Regions from separate parts of the Ovis aries genome. Here regions 2 and 3 are each linked to region 1. Evidence: chromatin contacts called from public Hi-C data. All regions are on one chromosome and are shown on one strand. The core of a region is the stretch at or near the end of the contact, and the rest is flanking DNA. Distances in the headings are between cores, read along the strand shown. Region 1 has its middle 28 kb from the start of APOBEC3A. Region 2 holds the start of CBX6 (chromobox 6). Region 3 holds the start of APOBEC3F (apolipoprotein B mRNA editing enzyme, catalytic polypeptide-like 3F).

Evidence for each region. A called contact is a pair of places that touch in the nucleus more often than the background predicts.
Region 2: a Hi-C map of hypothalamus shows a contact between it and region 1, with 1.9 times the contacts expected there. The contact joins the promoter of CBX6 here to the enhancer-like site in region 1. A contact is called at or near these places in 3 of 16 Hi-C or Micro-C datasets (blood, hypothalamus and tail adipose tissue).
Region 3: a contact with region 1 is called in a Hi-C map of hypothalamus, with 1.7 times the contacts expected there. The contact joins the promoter of APOBEC3F here to the enhancer-like site in region 1. A contact is called at or near these places in 7 of 16 Hi-C or Micro-C datasets (blood, hypothalamus, retroperitoneal adipose tissue and 1 more).

What each region holds. Positions count from the first base shown.
Region 1 is chr3:216,324,229-216,327,791 of ARS-UI_Ramb_v3.0, forward strand. No RefSeq gene overlaps it. Among named protein-coding and RNA genes, the nearest start is that of APOBEC3A, 28 kb to the right of the region's middle. Within about 2 kb of position 2,008, at least 12 of the 54 cell types and tissues checked have an H3K27ac peak or open chromatin away from gene starts, as enhancers often do. A contact at or near this core is called in hypothalamus, where this site is marked.
Region 2 is chr3:216,290,561-216,294,367 of ARS-UI_Ramb_v3.0, forward strand. CBX6 (chromobox 6) reads right to left here and starts at 2,239. Exons shown (of 5, transcript XM_027968120.2): 1 at 2,088-2,239; 2 at 1,865-1,908; 3 at 1,640-1,705; 4 at 1,430-1,496. The coding sequence starts at 2,156.
Region 3 is chr3:216,378,487-216,382,136 of ARS-UI_Ramb_v3.0, forward strand. It overlaps APOBEC3F (apolipoprotein B mRNA editing enzyme, catalytic polypeptide-like 3F), which reads left to right and starts at 1,666. Exons shown (of 8, transcript NM_001093784.1): 1 at 1,666-1,679; 2 at 3,195-3,351. The coding sequence starts at 1,666.

The sequences.
Region 1 (3,563 bases), core at 758-3,257:
GCCAACTTCTGCCAGGCTGTGGCCTCTGTCCTTTTAAGGGGAGCTACAATAGAAAAACAGTGACAAATGTGACCTCTTTCCAATTATCTTCCCTCTTTCCCTTTCTCAGGCTTGTTTATTCCCTCAGACCTTCCCAGAGAAGTTAGATAAACTACTGTGTGTATGTGTTCTCCATCACTCAGTCGTGTCCAGCTCTTTGAGACCCCATGGGACTGTAGGCTGCCAGCTCTTCTGTTCATGGAATTTTCCAGGCAAGAATACTGAAGTGGGTTGCCATTTCCTACTCCGGGGGATTTCTTCCTGACCCAGGGATCAAACCAGTGTGTCTTGCATCCTCTGCATTGGCAGGCAAGATCCCTGGGAAGCCCCAGATAAACTGTTAGAGAAATGCAGATCAAAACTACAGTGAGGTGCCACCTCCCACGGGTCAGAGTGGCCACCATCAGAAAGTCTGCAAGTAATAAATGATGGAGGTGGGTGTGGAGAAAAGGGAACCCTCCTACACTGTTGGTGGGAATATAAATGGATGCAGCCACTATGGGAAATGGTGTGAAGGTTCCTTAAAAAACTAGAAATAGAGTTGCCATACGATCCAGCAATCTCACTCCAGGGCATATATCCAGACAAAACTGTAATTCAAAAAGACACATGCACCCCTCTGTTCATAGCAGCACTAATTACAACAGTCAAGACATGGAAATAGCCTAAATGTCCATCGACAGATGAACATTTGCAGCAACATGGATGGACCTAGAGATTATTCTACTAAGTGAAGTAAGAAAGAGAAAGACAAATACCATATGATATCAATTATATGTGGAATCTAAAATATGATGCAAATGAACTTATCTTTGGAACTGAAACAGACTTACAGAGAGAACAGACTTGTGGTTGCCAAGGGGGCAGGGAGACGAGGGAGGCATGGATTGCGAGTTTGGGATTAGTAGATACAAACTATTAAATATAGAATGGATAAAGAACAACCCGCTGTATATATAGAGCACAGGGAACTATATTCAATATTCTGTGATAAACCATAATGGAAAAGAATACGAAAAAGGATGCATATATACATGAATAACGGAATCACTTTGCTGTACCGCAAAAATGAACACATCGTAAATCATGAAGTACTGAAATACTTCAATAAAATAAATTGAAAAAAAAAAAGAAGAAGTTGGCTCAGCACAGTAATTGGAGGATGTGAGGGCCATCAGGACTACTTTAGAGCTCTCCCATTATCCTTGTTCCTGCCCCTGCTGAAGTTTTATTTTCCCACACCTTTGGGGTTAGGTGTGAGCATGGGATTTGCTTTGGCCAATGAGAATGGGAGCAAAAGTGACACACCACTTTCTGGCAATAGTTTTAAGAGCTGGAGAGTGATGTACAGTGTCCCTGCCAGGTTGCTGAGTGATCAGGTGGAGCCTCGGTGGCTTCAGCCTGCATCCAGGAGGCTGGCGAGCACTACCGGATAAAAGGGTCCCCTAGCCCCCAAGGAAAAGATTCCACTGATTTAAGCCATTGAGATTTCAAGGACTGATTGTTCCTGCGGCATAACTAGCCTTCTTCTGACCCAGAGGGGTGGGGGCACATAAAAATGAAGAACACGGATCCCTTTGCCAGATTCGCTTTCTGAGAGCTTAACCTTATCTGCGACCCGAAGAATCCCATGAGCGGGCCTGCCCTCCACCCCCGCCTCCCGACTCCCCAAGGTTTTCTTTTTTTTTTTTTTCAGAGAAGTACATTCGAATATTCTTAACCTCTTATTATTCTATTCTTTCATTTTCTGTTTGCCAATCACACATCCCAAATCAGGGCTACTCTCAGTACATCATTTTATCGGTATGGATTTTCAACAAGCAAAAATAATCCCCAAAGCCTTTTTTTTTTTTTTTCCTTTTTAAACAAAACCAAAGCTTGATGTTGAGTCGATCGTCTCGCGTACCAAGGAAGGATCTATGCAATATTCAGAGATTTCCGGTGCGCGGCGCTGCTGCGCAATAGGCCGAGTCCCTGGTATCGCCGCCCCTGACGCCGAGCCTTGTTCTACCCTGGCACGGATGTCGCTGGGCATGGGGAGGGCAGGGTGCGGGGCCGGCTGCGACCCTGGCTAGCTGGACGGCAACGAGCGCCCGGCCGGCCCCAGCACACCCCAGAGACGCGCCTGGCCGCCCTCCGCGCGCGCCACCTGCGCCCCCGACTCGCTATCGCCCCCCGTCGGGCTGCGGCCGGAACAGCAGCGAGCGGCGGACCTGCCCCCGCAGCCACGCCGGAGACCTAGCGGCTGGGAGGGAGGGATCACGCCGCAGCGAGAACCTGGCCATGCGGTCAGAAGGCAGGTTTACGAAGAGGTTGGCGTCAAAGGAAAATGAGGGAGACGCCTAGGCAGAGGTGATCTGCACCAAGACGCCAAGTTGTTAACCTTTTTGAAGAATACGATGGCCGCTACCATTCGAGTGCTGTTGCTAAAGGGGACATCGGGGCCACGGTTTTGAACACGAGATCTTGTGCCATAAATGCGGCGCAGGACACGTGTTTATGTCCTGACTGTCACTGAAATAGTAGACGATTGGAGAAATTCTGTGAATATGGCGAAGAGAATGATTCCACGTGGAAGAGGCAATCACGGTTCTCGAAAATCTGCCAAGCGCGAGCCGAGCTGTTTTCGAGCGATGGAGATGCCACGCCCCTTTCCTGCAGACCACTTGTTTGTGACTCTGCGCGGTCCTCGGGGTTCCAGCGAGCGTCAGGGAGGAAGAAGGACCGGACACCGCCAACAGTCGGCTTTATTATCCTTGGCAAACATCTGAAGGACACTTGCAAACTGAATTTGCCACGCAGGGTTTTTGAAACAATTTGCCTGTTTCCCACATGCTTGAAATCCTCTTTTAAAAAATTGTGTAAAATATTGTAAAAGGCCAAAGTCACTTGGATTAAAAAAAAAATTTAGGTGCCTTAACTCTGCCCCCGCCCCCTTGTGTTTTTTGGGGAGGCCATTGGACATCAGTCTGTGGTTTGTTTTCTCGTGGTGGCTTTTCCAAGTCAGAGCCACTTCCTGTGGGTATATTTTCCCATTTTTATTCTCACAGTAGTTACATTTTCAGCCACTCCTTTGGGGGCAGGGGAGACTGGTGAAAATGCTCTTCTGGCACCTCGAGAAATTTTCCATCCATTCCAAAACTTGCTTGGTAGGATCACCATCTTAATTTACAGATTTCAGGTTTGGACTGGTGTTGTATCGTCCAGCATTTATTCTGACAAATGATGTCACTTGGCTTTTCTCGGGAATCTGTCAACTCATTTGCTTCAGTTTTCATAACGAGTGTTTTGCCACTGGTTACGTCCTATGAGTATTTCCTCTAATAACTTAAGGGTTAATTATTTATTTTAATGATTTTATTTATTTACTTTAATTTTATTTTTGGTTGTGCTGAGTCTTCCTTGCTGAGCATGGGCTTCTCTTTGCAGTGGCTTCTCTTGAAGCTCAGGCTTCAGTCGTTATGGCGCACAGTGTAGTTGCCCCATGGCATGTGGAATTGTCCCAGGATTGAACCCGTGTCCCT
Region 2 (3,807 bases), core at 989-3,488, 33 kb before region 1:
ATACCATTCCCTACTTCGTAGTGGGGTTTTGAGCAATCGAGAGGAGATAATCCATGTGGGGGCTCAACACTATGAGGCCCACAGCCAGAACTACAGCTATTTAAAAAAGAAAAGCGTTCTGAATCAATGCTCATGGCCATTACCCACTTCCCCGCTAGAGGGCACTCCAGCTGCACTGTGAGAGGCTGTCACACAGCCCACGGGCCTCCAGACGCTCTGCCCCATCCCTCCGAAAAAGAAACATCAAGGGTTAAGATTGCTCCAGGGATCTCCTAAGATGTGTGTAATTTAGAGACAAGGGTCACAGAAGGATGTAATTCTGGAAACCATTATTTCTTTCACTTCTGCTTTAAGTCCGAGGCAAACTTTATACACACGTACAGTCCTTTTGAGGGAAGTGGGGGGCTGGAGAGTCCACCAACTGGGCTTTGAGCCTTTTGGACAGATTGGAGATTCTGAGGCCCTGCCACTCTGCACAGCCTTTTTTTCTGCAGAGTCCGTCTGCCCTGCCCATGCCAACTGCCACAAAGTCACAGGGTGTCAGGGTGGGATGGGGCCTTGAGAAAACCTTAGCACTAGAGGGGAGACAGTGCTTGCCCATGGAGACTGCCTGCAGCCTTGCCTGCCACCTTGGGTCATCTCGACTTCCCTTTCCCAGACTCTGTTCTTCCTCATTAAAAAATAAATAAATAAACACCAAAAACCTCTAAGATGGCTTCCTCTGGAGCTAAGTCTCCCTCCCTTGCCAAGGCCAACGTGCCATGCTTTTACTCTCTCCCCCTCCATCCTCATTAGAACCTCCAGACACAGCCAGAAGTGGGGATAACTGAAAACCAGTAGCCCAGCCTGGGTGATAAAACTCAAAGTGAAGTGACTTAAGGTCAAATTTAAGTTCGATCCTCCTGTCGGAAGGGAAGGCATGCAGAATAAATCCTGAGAAGAGGCAAGCTGGAGACACGGAGGCAGCCTCCCACCCCAAAAGCCTCTCCCTGTTCCGCACCATGAGGGAGATCACGTTCACTCCTGCTCTGGACATGAATTCCAGGTAGAGCCCCACCAGCTCAAGGGTGGGGGAGAGCAGAGCTCTCAAGTGCAGAGGCCACCTCCCTGCCACCCCCGCAGGTGGATGGCCCCCACCTGCCTCATCCACCCTCTTCCTGCGGGCCTCCCCAGACCCTGGTTTTGTGAGCAAGGCTCATCCTCCCTCCGCGTCCCCATTCCCAGGCCCCTCTTGCTGAGAAGCCAGAGCTGGCCAGGGCCGCCTGCCAGGGGCTCGTCGGGGTCTCACAACCACCCCCTGCCCAGCAGGGGCCCCCTCTCGAAAGGCCCGCCCGCAAGGGCGGCCGCGGATCTGTCCCTCCCCTGCAGGCCCCGTGTTGCGCCCGGGCTAGGGGCCCGAGAGGGGGCTGTTGGGGCTGGGCCAGGTTACCTTCAGGAGGAAAGTTTTGGGTTTGGGTCCCCTCTTCTTGGGTCCATACAGCTCACGCTCCCGCTCCCTGCGGCAGAGAAACACCCGAGGTTAAAAATGAGCCCCTTCCCGGGCCCCACTCCGCGCTGCCTTCCCTGGCCCTCCCGCTTCCCCGCGCTGCGCCCCAGCCGAGCCTCGGCCCCGCCGCCCCTGCCAGCTTCCCAAACTCACTTCTGTTCGAAGGCTGCAATGAGCCGCGAGTCTAGGATGTTCTCTTCGGGCTCCCAAGTGCTGTACCTGCCGAGTTACACATGCACAAAATAAAAAACAAAACAAGAGAAGCAGAGGCACATGCGAGGGAGCAAATGTGCGCACCCCCCAAGGTAAAAAAAAAAAAAAGGCCCCGATGTCCGCTGCTTCCCTTCCCCCCTCGCTCCTGGATCCCGTGACACTCACTTGATGGCCCACCCCTTCCATTTCACCAGGTACTCGATGCGTCCCTGAAAAAGAGAAGGAAAAAAAGGGGAGAGTGGGGGTGGGGAAGATGCGGGGACGCGAGGAGGCGACGGCGCGGGGGTGGGCGAGAGAGCCCAGGTTAGCGGGACCGCTTCGCCTAGCTGGCCCACAGACTCGGGCCTCGGCTGCGGGGCGAAGCGTCCCGCCCTGGGAGGCGGCTCACCTTTCGGATCCGCCGTTTGATGATAGATTCGGCCGCGAAGACCCGCTCGCCCACTGCAGACAGCTCCATCTTGCTCAGCGGCACCCACAGCCCATAATACTCCCTGCTCCCGCGGCCGGTGCTGCACCGCTCGCGCACGCGCCGCAGCGCTCAGGCTCGGCGGGCGGGCGCGCGGCAGGGCGCGCGCTCGCGTTCCAGCTGCGGGCCGTCACGTGACCCTCCGGGCTGGTGCGCCGTTGCCAGGACCTCCTCCTCCCCCGGGGCGGTTGCTAGGGAAAGTGAGCGCACGCGGGGCCGGGGCGCGCGCTGGCTCTTAAAGGGGCCTAGCCTGGCTCGGGGAGCCGCGGCCCCGAAGCCCGGGAAGGAGATGCTTGGCCTACGGGAAGCCTGGTTGTGGACAGTGCAATCTTACAAACACTTTCTCATTCTCCCCTCCATCTTCCTGGCCCCGGACCGCTGACTATCTCTCCCTCTTAACCCTCCCTTACAAGTCACTCCTGGGCCCTGGGCGGTGAAGGGGGGTGGAATTTCTACAGCCGCTGCTCAGCTTCCCAGCAGAAGTTTGCAAACAGTTAAATATGATACAGCAGAAATGCATTTGCTGTTGCCTTGCCAGGCCCTGCGGGAATTTCTTTAAAACACTGCTCCCCCCGCCCTTATCCATTATTTATGTATTCGTGGGAGTGTGGTTTTGTAACCAGTTCAGATGAATTAAAACAAAAACGCCACCGCAGGAAAGGGTGGGGGGAGACGGTGAATGGGGCCGAGGAAGGTCGGGGTGATCCCTTGGATTTGTTTTCGGCCGGGGTCTTGGGCGGGCACCTGCCTTCACCAGGAGGGAGGTCGGGTGAAGACGCAGCGAGCAAGATGTGGCGGTGGTTGGGGGTAGGGGGGCGGTCCAGGGAGGAGAGGCCGCGGGGTGACTACAGGCTTCCTACATACCAGATTGGGCCCGAAGCAGGTCATCCTTGGGTCACTCGGCAAAAGCCGCCCTCGCGGTCAGGTCTCTGTTTTCTGATTCCCAGGCCCCCTGGCCGCGTCATCCTTCTGCCGCCTACAGTTCCTCTAATGGTTCCGCCATTGCTAACGGGGAGACCACAGCCCAGCTTCCTATTTGGGGAGGGAGAGGGAGACTTCAGCTGTCCTGGAGAGGGCACAGAGTACCCCTGCCACACAAACCGCGCCATTTCATTTTATTTTGAATTATTTAAACTTTATTTTTTAAAAAGAACACCAACAGCCTTGTTCTTGCAATTTTTTTTTAAGTAAGAAAAGAAACTGTCTATAATATCCATCCAACCGTTAACCTCTTCACGGATCTTCTTCGAGACTCTGTCCTATGCCTAATAAACACACGTACCTATGCTCCTTTGTACGTTATATATATATGTAGTAAATGGCAACCCACTCCAGTATTCTTGCCTGGAGAATCCCATGGACAGAGGAGCTTGGTAGGCTACAGTCCACGGGGTCACAAAGACTGAGGACTTCACTTTCACTTTCATAGACGTGTATTTAAATATTTTCTTTTCAGCAGAATGGGATCTCATTGTTCACACTAGCTGGAATCCACTTTTCTCCCTAAATGATATAAAGTGGACCGTTTTTGGTGTCACTGAGTACAAATTTCCCAGTCGTTTGTCTGTGGCGGAGAGACGGAGGTGGAGAGGGCTGGGGATGTGGTTCCGATCAGGGCTGTCTCTTGCTTTCATTATTGCTT
Region 3 (3,650 bases), core at 416-2,915, 54 kb after region 1:
CCCCCTTTTCAAAAGTGCCAACAAAGTGTTATTTACAAAAAATCATGTGGTTAGTCTGGGGCCAGCGTCCACCACTCCTGCTTTAGAGTGGGACACAGAACCTGAATCCATGGGAAATTCCAAGCAACATTGGTTTAAAAGGCTGCAGAACCAGCGTGACTGAGTGCAGGCTGCAGAGCTCAAGGGTTCAAGCTAAAGGAACAGATTCAACCTGGAGTCAGGTTTGTTCTTCTCTGTATAGCCCGAACACCAAGCAGGCTGGAACTTGGAGGTGGGAATGATTTTGGATGCGGTCAGGAGCAAACGGCAGCACCCGGCAACTGGAAGCAAGATCTTCATTTCCCAGACCAGGAGTCCTAACCCCTGGACCACAGGAGTCAGCAGGTAAGACTAAGGTTCCTAGTCTTGCCTGCCTAATCAAGAATGAATTCAGGCAAGGAGGCAGAGGGTAAAGAGTAAAGTAAAAAGGTTATTGAAAAGAAAAAGTACATTCAGAAAGGCACGGGGGTGAGCTCAGAGAAATTAGCAACTTTGGGAAGTTTAAATCCTTTATAATAAATCCTTCATAAAAGGGCAGTTTTCCAGGTCTATGTCTTCCCTCAAGCCAATCACCTTACTTTGTCCTCCCTGGTTAATTTGTCTTAGAACCCTCCCCTGGGGTGCACACGCCCACCCTAGCCAAGTTGGATCTTGAAGTGAAGGCTTCTGGGAGGAGCAAGACTCATCATGGCCTGGAATTATCCTCTGACTTTTGATTCCAAGGCTTCCCTGGTGGCCCTGGGTCGGGAAGATCTCCTGGCAAAGGAAATGACAACCCCCTCCAGTATTCTTGCCTGGAGAATTCCAAGGACCGAGGAGCCTGGCGGGCTACAGTCCATGGGGTCGCTAAGAGTCAGGCAACTAAATACTTTTCTACTTTCTTTCTTGACTCCAAGGAGAGTTTCTGTGTTTGTAGGGTCTCCTCTGTCAGACAGGGTTTTTTCCCTTTCATTGTCCTTGTCGTGATTATCCCCTTGAGGGAGGAGTCAAAGACTGGCTATTGACCCTGTAAATTCCTTAACTGGAACCCACCTATCTCTTATCTCAGGAAATGCAACCAGAAGGGTGGCTTATTGTAAATTTCCAACCTGGAGCCCACCAGTCTCCTTCCTCATAAGGGCCACACTCCCTCATGGCGTCCATTCATTCAACAGGCAGATGTAGAGCGAGGCGCAGATTTGGGCTGGGTGAGGGCGTAGGGTGGAGAGGGATCCAGCCTGCCCTCCCCCGGTGGGAGCGGGGCCGAGGTCTGCTCTCTTCAGCCAGGATCTGGCCCATCCCCCTCTTGGGCATCTTTACTTTCTCTTTCCCTTTGCAGTAACGTCAGGTCCTACCCCATGGAGGGGCCTGGCCCCATCAGAAGCTGAGCTCAGCCAAGAGGGAGGGCCCAGGGGAAGGTGGATCTGAGCCTGAGGAAGCAAAGCACCCCGGGGGCCCTCCCACCCGGGGCCCTCCTCCCACCCCCGGTGCCAAAGCAGGAAGGAGGGCGGGCTTCCGCAGAGCCGGCCTGGGAGGTCACTCACAGATAAGGGGTTTTTCTATCCGAGAGTCCTGAGAGAGGAAGTGGAGCCCCCGCACTCAAGACAAAGGCCAGGGCTGCAACCAGCCTGCCGAGGCTACAGCCAGATGCCCTGGATCAGGTACTGCTGCCCGCCCGCTCTGTCTACTGGGCCCCCTCTCCCGAGGTCTCTAGGGCTGTGTCTTGTCCCTCAGCCTCCTTCTCCCTGAAGTCTCTGCAGCTCCAGCCCCGTTCTTTTTCCCCCCTCTGGCACCTTTTCTGAAAGGACCCTCTCCCACTTGGAGTCTGCCCTGTTCCGGGGATGGGGCGCCCACTCTTGCTTCGAACCGGCCCCTCCCACACCTCCACGCCTCTCTGAGGGTCCTCTGGCCCAGCTCCCAATCTGAAATGCTGTCGGGCGAATTCTCTTCCCGCCTGTGCTGGGCTGCACCCTCTATGAACACTTAGAATTTGGCCAAAGGATGGCTGAAGCAGCTGGTGGATTGTGTTTACAGCACTCCGATCCATTTTCTCTACTGTTTAGACCACTGTAAGCACAGTGTGAGAATACTTTTCTGAGGCAAGTAGAGACATCCCTTCTTCCAAGGATACCTCAGCTCTGAGCAGAAAAATAAATGGTTTTATTTACAACCATTGGTTTAAATAAATCCATTAAATGGTTTACAACCTGGCCACACCTTAGGTGACCACGCTTCACGTTTATACCTGTACCACGAGCCTAGAATCGAGGAAAGATCAGAGGAAGTGCTCCTGTTTTAAAAGTGAGAAGGAAAGAAAGCCACATCCAAGACTTCACACGGCTGCAAGGTCACAGATGGCACAGCGGGAAATGGCCTGGTCTGGCCCAGCTCCATCACTTACTGCTGTGTGACTTGGGCGGGCCACTTGCCCCCTCGGTATCCCTGCTTCCTCTATAAAACGGGCTTGGCTCCCGTGGATTTTGGGGGAGGAGTCGATGAGTTCAGATACAGAGAGCACTTGAAACAGTAGCCTGAGCTGGTGAGTTTAGGTGTTAAAAAACTGGAACAACTATTGATACCATGTATGAAATAGATAACTAAGGAGAACCTACTCTACAGCTCAGGGAACTCCACTGGGTGCTCTGTGACAACTTCAATGGGAAGGAAATCCCAAAGAGCGGGGATGCACGCTTGTGCACGGCTGATTCACTCTGCCGGACCATAGAAACTAGCACCATGTTATGAAATAACTTTACTCCAACAAAAATTTGCACAAGCAAACAAATGCACAAGTGAAAAGTCAGGGATGAATGGAACTGAAATGACAAAGGCTATTATTTTGTAGTGCGGAGGTTTTTATTACTTTTTTACTGTTTTACTAATGGTAGGCAGGAAAACTGGAGTGGGGATTAGGGTGCTATAGGAAAGAGCAGAGCCTGGGCCCCAGGGGGAGGCGTCACCCACCCTGCTGACCCAGCATCCTCTCCTCTTCCCCAGTCTTCCTTCCTGCCTGCAAAGGCAGCAGGAAATTCCCAAGGCCCAGGAGGGCTGCTGGGAAGCTGAGCACCAAGAGTGGCCAGGGTGTTGCACTCAGGAGACACCAGCTGGGAGGAATGCCCAGGTAGAGGTGGAAGGGGGCGCTTTCTGCATTTTCTCTTTTCTCTTTTTATCTCCAGCGACCACGTGGCGAGGTTAGATCCTGAAACCTTCTACTTCCAGTTTCACAACCTACTCTATGCCTATGGGCGGAACTGCTCCTACATCTGCTACCGGGTGAAAACATGGAAACACCGCTCACCTGTCTCCTTCGACTGGGGGGTCTTTCATAACCAGGTACGGGCCCCAGGAAACTCATCGCATTTATTTGGTGCCTTAGAATTGCAGTGCGGGCAGCACAGATTCAAGTGTGTCCCGCCAAGGGAGGAAAAGCCCGGGAGCAGGGAGTGGATGGGCAAACTGTCGAAGTTTCAGGATCCTTGCACAAGTCGTTTTCCCAAAGTTGTGACCGGGGGATATAATCACAACTGCCATTCATTCGTTCTCAGACTGTGTTATGTCAGATACTAGGAAAATTCCTTTCGCAGTGTGTCCAGTTTTTATCAAAAATGCAGTTATAGGGACATCCCTGGCAG